Linked DNA regions of Danio rerio: region 1 is linked to region 2. A link is a contact called in public Micro-C data. All regions are on one chromosome and are shown on one strand. Each heading gives the region's core, a stretch centred on a gene start, on an enhancer-like site or on the middle of the called end of the contact. The rest is flanking DNA. Distances are from core to core; before and after follow the strand shown. Region 1 overlaps brip1 (BRCA1 interacting helicase 1). Region 2 has its middle 9.7 kb from the start of tbx2b.

Region 1 (4,128 bases), core at 1,284-3,783, 140 kb before region 2:
ATCGACTTAAGCTGCGGTCACATCAGAGCTTGTGCTTGCTAAACTCTGTCGTACGGTGCTGCAAAAAGGGGCGGGTTAAACAATATGATTAGACATTAATAAAAGTGAGCGATTGCTCCATATTTAAATCTGTCTTCTATTGGACTCACGCAATCACATGACATAATATCGAAGGTAAGAATTCACCAAACTTTCAAATGCAGTGGAATGCAAAACACATGCTTGCGTTTCTGGTCTGCCGCATTTGCATGCCTATAAATCGAAGTCTATGGAGTGAAAAGTGCAGTTTGATCGCGGCTTTATAATAGAAGTAGTTTTACCTACTATTACTAGTTTAACAAACTATTAAGATTATCTAAAATAAGTTTTACAAATATATGTGTACTGGAATGGAGGTTAGTTGTTTTTTCTTTTCTTGGCCAAAAACATGCTCTCACATTATTAGTGCCGTTTAAGCATCATGTATTTTACATAAATCTAAGAATAAATTGAAACTATTGCATGTTTTATGATGTGCCGTAATAGATTTAAATGTTTCTTATGATTTATGTACATGTAGACATTACATGCAACATTAGGTCATGAAAATTGACTTGAAAGTCCTGGAACAGTCATCGAATATTTGTAGTAAAAATGTGTATGAGCTCTTTGGAACAAGTCTTCCATTTAGACTTTTCCATATGATAACGACTTTTTTTTTTTTTATTATTATTATTATTATTTTTTTTACACATTCAGGCCGGCCTGTCGTCTGGGTCTGTCACACTCATACACTACAGACAATTTAGCCTATCCAATTCCCCTGTAGCATGTCTTTGGACTGTGGGGGAAACCCATGTGAACGCAGGGAGAACATACAAACTCCTCACAGAAATGCCAACTGAGCCGAGGTTCGAACCAGCGACCTTCTTGCTGTGAGGCAACAGCACTACCTACTGCGCCACTGCTTTGCCCCGATAAAAAAAAAAACAAATGTGAACATTTTTTTTTTCTCCCAGTTTCTTTGAATTTATTTAGAGTGGGTTTGAGTAAAATGTGGACATGTGAGCATAGCGTGATGTTAAAACAATGGCTACTACTGAAATAATATAGATTAATAATACATTTATAGATGTTTGGAAATAATAGAGTCCCTATATTTCAGTTGACAGACCTTATAGTAAATGACCTATGCACTTTGAACTATTATTCAAAATCTGATAAGTTATAACCTGAAATAAACAGTTTGCACTTCAAAAAATTTCGTCAGCCAGACATCCTCTTCCTGTGTGGTTATTTTGAAGTAGGCCTCCACGATATTAGAAAATCTAACATTGCGATAGTTTGTTATTCTGCTATTATATTTGAAGATTTGAATACAATTTCACCAGATGACTTAAATAGTTCTATTTAAAATATATATTTTATATTAGCTAATTGATTGGAATAATTCTGTAGTTGCATCTGCATAAAACCTAATAAACCATCTCTGGAAACATAGAAAAATACAATAAATAAAAAGACACAACAGAAATTAGCCATTATTTATTGTTTTCCGAGGAGTCCAACAGTATTCAGGGACAGTAATTAAATAGTCAAATGTAAAAAAAATATTGCATAGCCTTTGTTCTTGAATAATAATTCAATCAAAGTTATTGTTATTAAGGTTACAATTGGTACAGTTTCTTATGCCTGGATGCTTTTAAAATCCTCATACAGTCAAATGCATGCAAATTATGAATAATCCAGAATCAATATGCAAATCCTGCAATGTGACTGATGTGAATGATCACATTGTGATATCGATGTTGAACCGATATATCATGCAGCCCTATTATGAAGCTTGTTCACTTGACTTACTAAAGTCTGTTACAAAAGCCTATAAAATGTTGCTCAGCATCTCTATCCACTGCATGAGGCCACTTAGAAAATCTGATGCAGTGTAACAAACACCACAGGTATTCACATGACCAGTGGTGAAAAGAATCTGTGTTGGTGTGATCGGCCCGTCACACCGTAGGACATATTGCTTACAACTGGTACAATGGAAAAGGGAGTGACTTGCGTGATGCGTTCCTCAAGATTGGTGGAGTGTCACCAAAGAGGGCGGCCCGATGGGTGTGTTGGATGGGCGGTGGGGGCGAAGAGAAAGCAGGCCTTAGGTTTCACTCTCTCACCTGACACCGTTCTCGGCCCCTGCCAGCGCTGACTGACATCTTCAATGGGCCCTTTGAAGCGAGCTCCAGTTTAATTAAGAGGTTTGCCTTGCTTGGCAGTGATCTGTGAAAGCCTGGGATAAATATTGAATGGGGTTCACCCGCTGGTTACGGCGCTCCGGGGATAAACAGGTGCTTTGTGAGATTGGGGATTTGCGGGGTGGGAGCGCTCCGGGGCAGCTATCAGGAGGGCTATAGGGAGTAAAGACCTCACTGAAATGCTTCACTCGCTGTCTCTGTCTCTCGCCCGCTATCTCTTTCTCTCTCTATGTCCATCTGTATGGTGCGGGTGCAGTGGCCCAGGCAGGCGGACAGTGTGAGATTTCAGTCTCTCAGGTGTCAGCCTCTCAGAGTCAGCCTGTTGAAATGCAGTCTCCATTGTTGGCGCTCACACTCGGGCCTGCATCTTCCAGCACAGGGCCATTGTAGAGCGCAGACAATCTAGCCTCACCATCTCAAACACAGGAGCTGCTCTCTCCACACCTCACCTGGCAAACAGAAATGCCATTGTCTGACAGAACAAGCCCAGCTCTTATAATGTTTTTTGCCAGTAACTGATAAGTACTTGGTGGGATTCTGCACGTCCTCACAAAATAATTTCATGATTTCACTTCTTTGCTGCTTCATCTTAATTCCAGTTTCTTAAGCTTTACACTAAGGCTGCACGATATTGGAAAAAATCTAACATTGCGATATTTTGTGATTCTGAGATATCTATTTCGATATGAATACCTTTTCACCAGATTACTTGATTATCTCTATTTGGAAAGAATTAGCAATTTTAGATTGGTTGTGATGATTCTACAGAGAAGTGCATCTGAATAAAATATAATAAACCATCTAAAAACAGATCAATACAATAAAAAAACAGATGCACTTAAAATAAACAATGTTTTATCATTTTCTTAGTCGAACAGTATTCATGTAGAGTAATTAAATAATAAATTTTCTTTTTGCAATATTTAACCAATTCAATGCTTGTACACAATATTAGTAATTTATTAGGTACAAATGAATGATGAGATGAACTGAATTCTCGGTATCCAATGCAAGAATTACATTCAGGTGGTGTGCACCAACTTTACAATTCCTGACTCAAGAATTTATACCCAGCTGATATTAACAGGTTGAATTTAGTGGAATTCGTCACTTGTCAATCTCCGGCGGCCACAGCCAAAAATACTTCCTCTTCTTCTCTTGTTCAGTTTCAACCCAGTTTCAACCCAACCCAGCTAGCTGCAGAGCTCAAATTCATTTTAGACATTCAGGCCTTTGCATTTCATTCTTTTCATTCTTCATTAGTATGCAAGGCGTATCACACTCAATGAAGAAGTTTGGTTAATTTAGCACCTTAAGCAATAAAAATGTAGTTGTTTAATGAAATGAAAAATAGACAAAATAATAAAAAAGATTTTGCCCTTTTCCTAACAAAAATAAAAATAATTCAATAAATTACAAGTTACAAACAAGTTACAAATTTCTTATCCGTGAATGCTTTAAAAATCATTATAGTCACAGGCATCAAAAACACATGAAAATGATAACTTATAATATATAATATAATAACTCATAGTCATAGAATGATCACATTGCGATATCGATGCTGAAACGATATATTGTGCAGCCTTACTTTACACTAATTATTTTTATTTTATTTCAGATTATTAATAAATTGCTCCTATTATTGTTTTTTTTACTTCACTAAAATATCCTTTTTGAGCAATTAGCAGGCAAAATTAACTTGCAGAAACACTTTATATATATATATATATATATATATATATATATATATATATATATATATATATATATATATATATATATATATATATATATATATATATTATATATAAAATAAGGAACTACTGCATTTAACAGGTGTTCATCTGACTTAGTTGTGCTGTCCTGTCCTATTAACCCAGAAACTGTACTG
Region 2 (3,964 bases), core at 1,288-3,787:
CATTTCTATGTTTGTAAATGATGGATGATAATACATTTGTATTTAAAAATAAGTATTTTTTCATATGTTTTTATTCATTTTTTAGAAGCTAATCTCATAACAATATTTATAAAACTGGATTAACTTACAGTTTAAATCCAAGTTAGTAAATAAATATTTTGTAGTAAAACAGTATGGTGGCATCACAGTAGCACAATCACTTCACAGAAAGAAGGTCGCCGGTTCAATCCCCGGCTGGGTCAGTTTGAATTTCTGTGTGGAATTTGCATGTTTTCCGCATGTTCGCGTGGGTTTCCTCTGGGAGGTCTGGTTTCCCCCACAGTCCGAGGACATGCGCTACAGGTGAATTGAATAAGCTAAATTGGCTGTAGTGTATGTGTGTGAATATGCAAGAGTATGGGTTTTCTAGTGCTGGGTTGTGGCTGGAAGGGCATCCACTGCATAAAACATGCTGGATAAGTTGGCGGTTCATTCTGCTGTGGTGATCCCTGATTAAGTTCGACTAAGCCGAAAAGAAAATGAATGAATGAAAACAGTATGGTAAGCTCTTTGACAAAATTGTTGGAAATATTTTTGGTGCATGAAAAAAGTGTAGTTATGATCAGAATCCGACAAGCAAATCCAGCAAAGATTAGTGCTTAAAATGTCACTATAATACAGAATTTAATAGAAAATTAGTCGAATAGCTGCAAAAAAGATCCACTTTTTTCAGAAAAAAACAACCATCCCTTTCAATAGGCTGGCTACTGGTCTGAATTACTATGTAAGAAATTATTCACCAATAACATTAAGACAATGATGAAGATTTTTTATTAATGTGTCCAGAAGGTGGCGATGGTTCACTGAATTCAGATTTTTATTTTTTTCTGATTGACCAAAATGTGTGTGTGTGTGTGTGTGTGTGTGTGTGTGTGTGTGTGTGTGTGTGTGTGTGTGTGTGCGTGTGTGCGTGCGTGCGTGCGTGCGTGCGTGCGTGCGTGCGCGTGCGTGTGTGTGTGTGTCCCTTTGACATATGCTGAAAAAAATACTTGAAACTCACCATCAAATGCACAACCTGTGAGCGAATGAGGCTCCTCCCCAGGATCTCTACAAATTCTGACAGCTTCACTCAAGCTTGAAAGCTTCAACAAGGAGGTGTGAGCAGAATTACATTTGTCCTGTGCACTGTAATATTTTACAATTCCCATCAAATCATTGTGTCTCACTAAGCACATTAAATGAGAGCAACTACCTCATATTGAGAAAAACAATTAACTTAACATGTTGTCAGGATCGGCGCTAGTTGTCACTCACCGTGTGAATATTTATATTATTGTCATCCTCTTGCCTATAAAACTGCATAGTGCTATCACACTACATGATGTCACAGTTAACAGGCCATAATAGCCTATTATAGCCTTTTCAGTGAAAAATGAAGATGCACAAAGCAATTTAGCAATAAATGTGAAAGGTAATTTACAGAAATATTAAACCAAATTATACGTGTGTTAATTATACGAACTGAAACATTTCAAATTAGCTGTGGCGTGGCATTTAAGAAAACAGTTCCCCTCATTTAATTGCATTTTACTTGAATGTATCTCTAAGTTGTTGTGTTGTTAATCAGTATATTTTTAACATATTACATGAGGATTTTGTAATTCACCAGAATTTCTCATATTCTGAAGAACAATTTTAATGTCTGTAAAATAAGTATTAGTTGCTGTTAGGTCTTTATCGATTTTAAATCAAAATTTTACATATGTCAAGTAAAATTTTGTGTTTAACATTCCAAATATTAGTTTATAAATAAACAAAAATACTCCCGTGGACAAGAGTAAAAGACCAGTAGATTAATCAAATGTAAGTCATGTATTTTGATGTGGTCCTGCTCTTTTTTTAAACTGTAGAGACTCGCTCTCTATTACGTGGTATTTCTGAGCTTCTTAGAAATGAATGATATCAGCAACAAGTCATCTCAACCTCTCAGTGCCTTCATAGATTTTCAAGCTTCTCAGTGTTCAGTTTCAGCTTCTGCAGATCAGATAAAAACTCACCCAGACGACTGTGAGAAACCACACATTGTCAATGATCCTTTTGTTTGTATTTTTCATTAATATAAAAGAAACAACTTGTAATTGGCTTTGTCTTTTACACTTAAATGTCATTTACGGTCCCAGTGGGCTTCAAATGTGCACCTTCTCGCTTTCTGATTTGCCTGACTTAAAGCTAAATATGCAAACACTTCGTTATTTTTTGTCGTGTACCAGAACCGTAATTGCTTGTCATCGCAGCCTATTGATTGGTCATTGACTGATTAGTTTGGACAAAGAGTTAGGTTGCGTTGTTCGGTCTCTTAATTGAATATAACAGCGTTTAACAATGGCCCCTTAATGAAAACGAGGGCTTGTAGTTATTGCACGAGAAAGAAAGGAACAGAAACAAGGGGGGATCTCTAATTAGGAGCTGTAACTCTCGGGATCTGTCCCTTTGTACGCGGGTGTGGGGAAGCTGCATGGCCGGCAGGCAGGCGACAGGCGCCGGTTGCTGGACAAAGGGCTGTCTGCTGCCAAAGTGGCTGGGCGTCCAAACTCTCATCCTCCCTAACCTCCTATCCGCAGCTCTTAACCCTTTCACTATAACATGAGAGTATTTCCCCCCAATATTTCTTCCTTGCTGTGCAGCTTATCAACTCATTATACGTTCTGAGCGCGCTCCAACCATTAATGGTCGGTGCCAATATAAAACACAAAACATATCTGGGTCGTTGAAAGAGAATGAAGGAAATGAGGTGGGGAGAGTCGAGGGTAGTTCTGCTTCCGAGTCAAGCTTTGTCTATTAATACTCGTACATTGCAGTTCTATGACTATAAATAGGCTACAATAGGTTGCATTGTACTCCACAGGAAACACTGGAAACGATAAAGGGTTCCAATTTAGACTCTTGGTTTTTGTACCATAATGCAGTTCATTTATTATTTAGATAATAATTATATACATATTATTATTTTAATAATTAGTATTATTATTGTATAAGTTAAACTAATCTGCCATGGAACATATGTGCACCTGACAGAAAGCAGACCCTTGAACGTGTCGGATTCGCACACCAAAGTCATGCTTCTTTCTGCACGTTTTGTTAAAGGTTGTCGCCAGACAGAACTATACTGATGGACACTGCCATTATTATTATTATTTACATACTTTACATTTGTTATTTACAATAAATGTATTTTTTTCAGCAAAATAAATTAATTATTAATTGAGCAAAGGTGCACATTATACTTTAATTTCCTGATTATGTAGGACATTGTGTTGTTGCTACTGACATGTTAAGATTTTTATGTACTTTTTTCTTCTCTTTTTTCATACAAAATAAATAGATAAAATATCAGTAATAAGATCCACAAAACCCTTAACCAGAACTGAACATGTCTTATAACTACCGTTGTAGCGGTGGGTATCTTAAAATCACATTGTCGTTGATGAGAGGTAAAATAAACAGTGACATGAGTCGACGACAGAGGGCGCAGTCGCTATTGCCATTCTACATTTTAGTAGAACCCTTTTAAAATTGTAATTATTTGTTATTTTGAACACATTATTTCATCCAAAACATGTTTATTATTATTATTATTATTATTATTATTATTATTATTACTACTACTACTACTACATGTGACTAGAAGTCTAATCATAAATAGGTGAGGGTGTGGTTAATAGCCTCAATTTAAAACAGACTGGCCAACACTCGTCTTCCGCGCTATACAAAACCATTTGCTAATTGTCCTTTTTTCAGTGATACCTCAGAAAATAGGCTTCCTAATTAATTTGCTATCATTTTTGTCTGTCGTTACTAAGAGTGCATCTTTTTATTTAAGCCAACGTATTAAAATAAATGTGAAATATTTAAACACGTATATTTTTTATTGAAATTGTGAAAGAATCCTACAACAACAACAACAACAACAGAAAAATCCGGACAG

Evidence for each region. A called contact is a pair of places that touch in the nucleus more often than the background predicts.
Region 1: a Micro-C map of caudal fin shows a contact between it and region 2, with 8 times the contacts expected there. The contact joins two enhancer-like sites. A contact is called at or near these places in 3 of 18 Hi-C or Micro-C datasets (caudal fin, hematopoietic stem cells and an unstated tissue).

What each region holds. Positions count from the first base shown.
Region 1 is chr15:30,001,441-30,005,568 of GRCz12tu, reverse strand. The region is part of intron 6 of brip1 (BRCA1 interacting helicase 1); the gene reads left to right. Among named protein-coding and RNA genes, the nearest start is that of brip1, 12 kb to the left of the region's middle. Within about 2 kb of position 2,533, at least 4 of the 62 cell types and tissues checked have an H3K27ac peak or open chromatin away from gene starts, as enhancers often do.
Region 2 is chr15:29,858,469-29,862,432 of GRCz12tu, reverse strand. No RefSeq gene overlaps it. Among named protein-coding and RNA genes, the nearest start is that of tbx2b, 9.7 kb to the right of the region's middle. Within about 2 kb of position 2,537, at least 7 of the 62 cell types and tissues checked have an H3K27ac peak or open chromatin away from gene starts, as enhancers often do.